Regions from separate parts of the Zea mays genome. Here region 2 is linked to region 1. Evidence: chromatin contacts called from public Hi-C data. All regions are on one chromosome and are shown on one strand. Each heading gives the region's core, a stretch centred on a gene start, on an enhancer-like site or on the middle of the called end of the contact. The rest is flanking DNA. Distances are from core to core; before and after follow the strand shown. Region 1 holds the start of LOC100274126. Region 2 holds the start of LOC100273924 (Histone acetyltransferase HAC1).

Region 1 (4,811 bases), core at 1,601-4,100:
TATGTAAAGTTTCACTTGATCATTTGGATTATCTAATTCACCTAGAGATGGCCTCTTGGAAGGATATCTGACCCCTTGGAGCAAACATAATGGAGGCAAACGATGCAGCAGCTGCTGGGTGTTGTGTTATCTCCACAATACGAGAGAATACTTTGTCCACATTTGTTGAATGGTCAGCGTATACTTGTTTGAGTATGTCCTGAATACTTTTTGGGTCACTTATCTTTTGCCAACTATATCACAGAGGAAATTACACTCCAATTAGATTATAAAATACAATGTGTGGATAATTCATAACTTTTCAATGACACATGCATTAGACATTTAATTTTGCATGTTAGTTTATTTCTAAAATTTCAATAATGCAAGAGCATAAGCAAACTAAATCATTATGGTAATAATGCTTTCACATGTAAAACTACAAATATAACGTTTCTTGAAATAAGTAAATATCACAAATTTCAATATAGCGAAGTTAAAACATCAGAAACTGTTGGTTCATGTCAGTGTGAAATGTATGATTTTAGTGATCGAATATGTTCTCCAAAAATAATAAACAACACTTACACTGCTTCAGTAATTTTCCTCACAAATGATGGAAGCGGAAATGTCCCAGCCCATGGGAAAATCTTTGACAATCGGGGAGATGTAGCAGGGTTGGGAAAGAATCCCCAAAACGGTGTTGCATTAAGCAGTGTGACACCTTTTACAAGGTGTGGACTGGATGCAGCAAAATACAGAGCAACAAAACCTCCAAGAGAGTTCCCCACAATATAAACTGGTTCACGGATAACCTGGAAATGAACTATAATCTTAGCTTACGAAATATGTTGTATAAATCTCATGGTGAAATTATATGATCATATGTATCAGTGAACCTTTATTAGCTTCTGTAGTATAAAGGCATAGATAGCTAAGCCATCCATATACGATGGTTACAATAAACAGATTTAAACCTTATGTGTGCAATTTTAAACAGAAGTACAGAACAAACATAAATATGACGATTACTACATTTCTAGCAGTAAAATATGCATAGTTTATGTTGGTCATCACTCATCAGTGTCGGTTTCGAGCAGTTGTCAACACAAAAATGAAGGCATTCAAACAATGTTCCAGTTTGGCATGGTGTTCTATCGCCCTTGAGGCTTGATGATCTCACTCCTACTAGTGATGATATCTCTTATGTTGTGTGGTGGGGAAAAGCGCATAGAAAGGCGCACAAGAACATGAGAAAAGGTTTTAACAGCGTCATCATTTTGAGGGCTTGGTGCTTATGGCTTCATCGTAACAGGGCTGTATTTGATGGAGTGAGTCCTTCCATGAGCACAGTCCAAAGTATGTCTTTGGATGAGTTGATGTGTTGGGGTAGGGCTGGTGCTAAGCATCTAGAGAGTCTTGGCCTTGCTGCTGCCTGCCTTTAATATGGTCAGGGAAAATCACAGTGCTTAGCGTTTAGGCAAATTAGGTTTGCCTGCTCTTTTGCTTCTGCATCTTCTTTATTATTTCAGCATAGGAAGAGGATGGAACATTAGTGTTTGGCTGGTGGTCTTTGGATCCAGTTTTTCTACCCTTTGGGCTTTGTAATTTAGTCCATTTTGTAATTTTTCTTCTCTTAATATAACGATGCGCAGCTTTTCTGCACGTTCGAGGAAAAAACAATGTTCCAGTTTCAGATATTTATGAATAAAGAAAAAAATAGTAACAAGCCTATGAGGAGTTTCCAAAAGGCAAGATTTGCAAACTAAACACCGATGCCAATTTAGTCAAAACAAACATTGCAAGACACAGTAACTAATTCAAGGAGTACCTCCTCAATGAAATGCTGAACTTGGTTTTGCCATAAATCCACAGAATACACCAGCTCCTCTGCCCAAGGCTGCGAATCTTGTCCAAAGCCCCAAAACGCATCTTCGCTCGCTATGCTACTAGGAGCAGGATCTTCACCAGGCAGCGACATCCCCTGCCCGAGAAAATCCATCGTCCACACCCGATGATCGCGACCAAGATCCCTCAGCTGCTTCTCGAAATGGAACGTCCCGACTCCGAACCCCGGCAGGAAGAGCACCGCAGGTGCCTTGCTGTTCTTCATGCCGGACCTCTCGTAGTACACAGTCAGCTTCGGCTTCCACTCCCAGAACCCAGTACTGATCGGGGAGCTGTCAGGGCCTTCCGGAAGGCCTTGAATCATCACCCTCTCGGCCTCCCCGGCTTTCATGGAAGGAATGCCCTGCAGGGCTGCATCCACGTCGCTTACATGGAATCCCTGGGCTGCATGGACCTTGCCGGAACCACCCGGATTCGAAGCTCCACTCGTGGTTCCTACACACGCAACTGTGTATCTTCTGGTCCGGGAAGGCCTGGCATGCCCAAGACCAAGGCCAAGAGCACTGCCCCGAAGCCTCCATGTGCTTGCTGGTGTTTGATGTAATGCCGAGCAGGAGTGGCTGCAAGAGACCACCTCCATGATCGCTATGATGTTTGGCGCCCACTAGTTCTGCAGACAAAAAGGGAAGTAAATGACTTCGCCAGACCGAAGTGGAACCAATAATCCGACCGTTCGTCATATGGCAATTTGTATCATACAGCTATAAAGCAGGCGCGGTAAGACATATATACCAGATATTTTTTTGGCCAAAAATCGAAGCTAGAAGAAGGAAGGGAAGGGATCAAGGGAACGAGCGCGCATACCTGGCCGACCTGGCGCGGGCGGCAGTGAATCAGTGATCACCCCGTCGTCGCCGCTAGGGAAGAAGGCCCGAGAGAGCGAGGGAGTGGAGTTGAAGGCGAGGATCGGAGACGGAGGAGGGTGGAATGGAACGCAGGACGCGCTCGCGCCGTCCCGGATGGCCTGCTTCTTTGGACCTTGCGTGCGCGCACGCCATCCGCGTGGCGTGGAAGAGGCGAGTGGAGGAGAGGAGTTCGGTGTGCACGGATTGCTTTGGTTTTGTCCGTTTGCGGCTTGGAGATGCGTAGAAGTAACTCGAGAGTCGAGACTCACACTCACTACGACGAATAAGACCGTGGATTTTTTTTCGTTTTCACAATGTTTTTTTTTTGTTTCGACTACGTTTTCATATCAAAAAAATCTGTGCCGGAAAATGCAAAGGGTCGTTGGTGGCACTAAATTAGTAGGTGGTGTTCTTGAAATTTTGGCAATTTAACGTTAGTTTAAGTCATAAATTCCATATCAAATATCGGTAGTATATATATAATGTAAAAGAATTAAGTGCTAACATATTAACATTAAATTCTATCTATCAGATTTACCATAGTACAATTCTACCTATTTTCTTAAACTATTTTCTAAAATATTTCTATGTTTACAACATACGTAATTTTTAAGCAGGGCGGACCCATAGGGGTAAAGTAGGTCATGATCTCATTCGATCATTAAAACCTCTTATATCTAATGTTAAGTATAGAAAATTTTGAAATTTTTGGTGAACTAAAACATCGTTCTAGGTCTCTTGGTCCGATGGGTCCAATCCTCCTACTTCCGGCCTTCTCATTGCCCCATTTCTTGCATATATCTGTCTAGGTTCATTTTTCTCAACGTCGTCCTAGCTAGTCCGCTTCGATACCCTGTCCCAGACATCGCTCTCTTCCCCCCTTACTGAGACGCGACACTGCCTAGCCCCGACTCCTTCCTGCCCTCGTCTTGCTTGTCGTCATCGCAATATCGGCCCGTCCGACAAGCTCAATCTCGCTCGTCGCAACGATGCGACTCTAGCGACCGATGAGTTTCGCGAGCTAACTAGCACTAGCTCTTAGCCAGAGATGCCGCCTGACCTAGCCCTTCCCCCGCACCCATGGCCTTCGAGAAGATAGACATTCTAAAGATACACACAACTTCGATTCGATCAGTATATGTTTGCTTCTTTTATTTATAAGTTTTTTTCTTTGAACATGTATTGTGTATTGATATGAAGCTTTAATTCTATGCAGCATGAGTTTTTTATGGTCTTGATTGATTTTGTCACGTGGTAAAAAATGTTAATTGTCTATTCGCTAGTCATATTAAGTAAGTTGAGTTCAATAGAGTTAAACATTGCTAATCGTTTATTCACCCCTTTATACGACATCAAGGTTCTTAAATGCCGTAATTTTAATCATATGGCTTTTTTGACCACATAAATTCTTATTCTGCGTGCCACTTCTAAGTGTGGGATATGAAGAAGGGATAAACATCCGACGACTCATGTGCATACATCACTTTGCTGATGATTAGCTAGGGAGATGAGCAGACACTGGTTGCCTGGCGGGCCACTGGAGGAATTATGATAGTGTTTGGTTGAAGAGCTAAGTAGAACGAAGTCGTTCTGTTCCAGTTTTGTTGTTGTTTGGTTACAAAGTAACTAGAACGGAGTGGTTCCAATTAGGGAATATTCTCCTCAGATCCGGAACCATTCTACTCCAAAAAATCAATGGGACGGAGCCGCTCCGTTCCCAGTCCGCTCCCACAGCTCGCTCTCCTATCTGTGCGCAGTAGCTCGCACGCCTCCCTCTGCAACCAAACAAAGAACAGAGCCGCTCCGTTCCAGTTCACTCTGCAACCAAACAAAAAACAGAGCCGCTCTTGTTTGACACCAAAATGAGCCGGCGGACTGTCTGGCCCTGAGGCCGGACGGTCCGCGGTCCGGACGGTCCGCGCCTGTGGGCCGGACGGTCCGCGCGTGCGCAGAGCAGATTAGGGTTCCGAGTTTTGTGCTACGGTTGTTAGCTAAAATCATGGGATAAGCTCGGGAATTAGTTTGTAAAGGGTCCAGCCTCCCTCCTCTATAAATAGAGAGGTATACGGCCGATTTGTA
Region 2 (4,811 bases), core at 1,519-4,018, 250 kb before region 1:
CTAAACAATTCAGGGTAGTATATATGTTAAGTATGATACAAAGAGTATATGGTTGTACATAGCATTATAATAATATACTAAAACATAGTCTCCTTTAAATTTTTCCATATAGTAATATTTAGAGCACCGTAAAACGAGTATATGAACATATTCGAACCAGTAAATGAGTATGCACCCATACACAATGTGGTTTATTAAAGATGGGAGTAACTACACCTGGGAGTAGGAAAAATGCACCATATATATCAAACTTCAACTATAGAACCATTGATACTTTCTAATTGGTGTCCTTTGCAAATATAACCTCATGTTATGGCTTATAAGACAGAACATAAGATGGTGTGAAAGAGAGGACACTAAACCAAAAGGCAGCAAGCTTACTTGGTATTCTCTGCTGAGGATGCTGATTGAATTGCTGCTGCATCGGTTTGGACGAATTGCCGTAAGGGGATATGTTCATATATGTTTGTGGTGCCGTGGTCCTGTTTGTTAGCTGCATATTTGACCCATGCACTCCTATTCCACCATTCATGTGTCCATCTGATAAACCGTATGCAGATGAGCTGTCCAGCATGCTTGAATGTATTCCAGAATTATTGTGGCCCCCAATATGCTGAATTTGGTTGCTAGGAAATTGGTTCTGGTGCTGCATATGTGATGCCACAGCTGGCTCACCATTGAAATATCCAGTTCCATTTGAATAGTCAGGATTTGAAGGTACATTCTGTTGATTACTAAATCCTGGAGTTGGAATCATATGAGGTAGTTGTCGCTGGACACCAACTGAACCCATTGTAGATTGTATGTTATTTGTGGTAGAATTTTGTGGAATGCTGGCATTTAAATGTTGGAAGCCATTAGACATTGGACCTGTGTGGAGGAATTAAGAGTGAGCAGGGGCATATAAAGAGACTGCCCAAACAAAGCTAAAAATGTATGGTGGACCAGTTAGGCAGTGCATAAATTTCAGCTTATTGACTTTGTAAAAAGATCAAATTAATTTCAAACAACACAGACACCAAAAGGCATGCTTCCTCTTTACATATGTAACCAACATAAATTTTAGTGTAAGTGAGATCCTCAAAGAGGTAAGTCCTTTTTCAGCACACAGGCACTAGATCATGGCTAGAGAGATCTTCAGCTAATAGAAAACAGGCCAAAGGACTAGTAAAAATATATGCACCTTGCATCGAGGCACCCATGTTAGCATTCTGAGGAACCATGCCTGCACCAGACGATGAAAGGCCATTGTTTTCTGTGACATAAGGAATCCTAGAACTTGCATTGGTGCCTTGCGTCATACCAGGGGTAGGAATCATAGTACCATAGCTAGAGGATGATGCTATTTGCCTTGCCATTTGTGGGTTTTGTTGATTGTGTTGGTTCTGAGCGCTCAAGGTCTTAATAGCAAACTGCAATTGCGGCTCAACTGGTCCCTTCATCATATTGTAGTAGTCAGTCTGCTCAAACAATACAGGAACCAAAAATAAAATGGTGATGAAGCAGCAAGATTTTATTTTTGCTCCCCAAAAATATACTTGATCTCTAGTACACCAACAAAGCCTTGCAAACGATGAAGGGAATGCGATAGCGATACCTTGTTTGGGAATTTTCTGTACAAGATCTCCTCAAGTCGCTTTGCCAGTTCTGGCAACCGCTTCCGCCACTCAGCCGATGACTGTTTCCTTCCTATATAGTTAAATCTGCAAGAATAGTACTAAAGGCTGTCATATACCTTCTATCGGGTCGAAGAAAAAATCCGTCACTAACCTAAATTTTGCTCGCTTATAGGAAGGAAAATCAGTAAGTCTCGGAAGGTTTAAGTAAAGCTAACAACATAAGTAATGCATCCATTGTCGCATTCGTAATTATGACAAGGAGATAAATTTATGTAAGCATGAAGTTCGATAAGGTAATATTTTTGTCGGGCATGTAGATAATTTGGATCTTCCAGTTGGTATCAGGACATATGCGGCCATTCCGCTAGCTGAGGCTTACTAACTCAGTGCAATAAATACATGACTACGAATGGACTACTTAGTTCAAGTCAGCAGTAGTAAAAAGCATACATCTTTTCGCGCATTGTGGTCCGAAACATGACAAACTGCTGGTCCGTTCCCGAGAACGCCGCCATCTCCTGCATTGGCTGGTGCTGCGGTAGCCCATCGGCAGTGCCAACGCCAATGCCGACACCGGTGGCAGGGACCTGATTCATCTGCGCTGTCTGCCCAGACATCTGCCCGGACAGGTGGGCAGCCTGCCCCACATTCATCTTGGCGGCAGGCGGAGGCTCAGGTCATCCCACACGCAGCAGCTGGAAGCAGGGCACACATGTGAGCTAAGAGAGTGAAGCCACACGTGGAAGCAGGAAGAGAAGCAAACAGACATGAAAGGAGCAAGCTTTGTGGCAGCACGCACCGCGGTAGCAGGAAATTGTCTACCCTGCACGGAATCCGAGGCGCGGGGCTTCCCGATTGAGCAGGAGCACCAGTGTGGCAGCGGCCGCATGTACCAGGAAGGCTAGCGAGTGGAAGCGGTGCCCACGGCCGCCCGCGCGGGGGCAGCTCGCGGCGATCGGCGCGGGGGAGCCTGACCCGCGCTGTTTGCAGACTCCCTTGGGCCGGCCCGACCGAAACCCTAGAATCCCGGCGGGGCCGCGAGAGACAGGGGGCGGCCTCGGCGACGGGGTACCTGAGATTCCGTACGGCAGCCGAACGGAGGCGGGAGCGGGTCGAGGATGCGGAGCCGGCGGCGTTGATTTCGGCGGGGGGCAGGGGGGATTTGGGAATGGGGGATTTGTCGGGGCGGGGCTGCTGCGAGCGACGCGGGGAGGGGGGGAGGGGGAGGGGGAGGGGAACGGGAAGGAGGAGGAGACGTCGACCAATCGCGGATCTGCGCGGGTTCGGTCGCTGCGGGTGGGCCCGGGGAGTGGCGGCTCTAGGCTCTGGTGCAGCGCGGCCGCGGGGGGTAAATGATTGGGTGCAAAAATGGCAAGCGCAGCAGACGAACAGCAGTCCGGACTCCGGACTCGCTGCTGGGTTTCGTTTCATTACATTACATTACACACGTGCGCGGTCGTCGCTCGTCGCGTTCAGGGTGTCTCAGCTGAGGAGATGCAGCAGATACGTCAGCCGAATCGCTTTATACCACTGCAGCGAAAATGCAGGCGATGGTCCTGGGTGGACAAATACCATCTTTTTGTAGGAAAGAGATCGTCACTGCTGCTACTTCGGTTGTGGTTAGCCATAACCAGCTCTGGGCACACCACCATGTGTAATGTAAGATACTGTTTCAAGCCGTGTTTGTGTAGGATAGCTTATTTTCGCTTTATTAATCGTTGATGTTTGAGTTACAAAGTTTTGTGTGCCTTTAGTCTCAGTAAATTTCAGCTAAGAAGCTGTTTGGTTGGACGTTTTTGTCCCGTGATCCATTTATAGTGTCACATGTTATCGTTGTTGCATGTTTGGTTCGACCGGCCCATGTTGAATTATAGGGTTTAGGCATTTATGGTTTAGGGTTCAGGCCACGTGATCTCATTATCGCTCCCATCTAGCATGACACATCATGTAGCGCTCCTCTCACGCGACTTCGCGAGTTGCTTTCCTCGCGGGCATCGAGGTCTTGGACGCCAAGCTGCAAGGTCTAATCAATGATGCTACCCAACCACCCATGTTCCACTTCGTCGGTGTGGACTACTCTATCCTCCTCCATCACCCAATACTTCTCTAATCTTACTCTAGTCAAACCCTAATGTGCACCTTTGTTCTTGATTTGGTTATTAGCGAAGGCCAATGGGCAAGGCTGAGGAGGATTAATAGATCGGCTATTCTACCAGGGGAGAGAAGACGAAGGGGTCCATCGACCATGGTAGCTTCGCTGACCACTAGGGGTGTCGGTCATGGAGCAACCTCTTGCTACCTCAATGGTATCATAAGATCTGTCGCGACACTTATCGTGGGTAAGGCACCCTCATCCTCGCTCATCTCTTTCTCCATATCCAGCCCATTTTTCCCAAACATTAATCACTATTGTGGTGGCACCACAAGATCTGTGAATAGAATATCTATGCTAGGGGAAGGGAAGAAAGTGAAGGATATAGTAGGTGATCTCTAGGAGGAGATGGGTGCGGTAAGATCTATTGGAGGAAAGGGAAAGCAAGGAGAAAGACCCGAGAAGGAACACAAGCACTGGCCATCGCTTCTTCCCACACCAACTCAGGTTACTTTCAACATCTTCTCTATTGGACAACAAATGGTCACTGGGCTTTTAAGTCTTCAATAATAGTAGGTGTCTACTTATCTATGATTGGTGTTGCTTGTAGATCGATATACGAATTTAATTTTGTATGGTACTTGCTCTTGTTACATGCATTTGTCAATCAGTGTGATCGTGCATATGCCCTTGAGCGCTCTATTTGTGAGTCCGGGTTACTTTCTCATGAGATAAGATGACCATCAAATTAAATCACTACTATGCTTGTTACAACAACCAAGGCTTTCAGGCCCAATCAAGTTGTTGTTGAGTGTTTGGAGATAACTTCTCATTATAGGAAATTATTATTGTATGCTCTCATCTCATATATCAAGGACAACTTTTGTTGGTCCTAAACACATATATTTTTCCTGACTAACTCCGATAGTAGAGCATGCAAACATTTTCCTGGGCCAACTAATGGATACGGTGGCTAGAAAATGTGCTTCGACAACTTTGCAATTCGTTGTTTTCCCTATGTCTCTAGACAAAAGAAGAGTTTTTTTTGCAATTAGTATGTATGGTGGTGCCATCATTGGTGTTTTAGAAATCCATACTAC

What was found. A called contact is a pair of places that touch in the nucleus more often than the background predicts.
Region 2: a contact with region 1 is called in a Hi-C map of ear, with 2.5 times the contacts expected there. The contact joins the promoter of LOC100273924 here to the promoter of LOC100274126 in region 1. A contact is called at or near these places in 6 of 25 Hi-C or Micro-C datasets (ear, leaf and leaf mesophyll).

Annotation. Positions count from the first base shown.
Region 1 is chr5:79,042,605-79,047,415 of Zm-B73-REFERENCE-NAM-5.0, reverse strand. LOC100274126 reads right to left here and starts at 2,850. Exons shown (of 6, transcript NM_001148504.2): 1 at 2,692-2,850; 2 at 1,811-2,497; 3 at 568-794; 4 at 42-233. The coding sequence starts at 2,467.
Region 2 is chr5:79,291,010-79,295,820 of Zm-B73-REFERENCE-NAM-5.0, reverse strand. It overlaps LOC100273924 (Histone acetyltransferase HAC1), which reads right to left and starts at 2,768. Exons shown (of 18, transcript NM_001360492.1): 1 at 2,419-2,768; 2 at 2,070-2,314; 3 at 1,598-1,703; 4 at 1,304-1,460; 5 at 1,184-1,225; 6 at 382-870. The coding sequence starts at 2,272.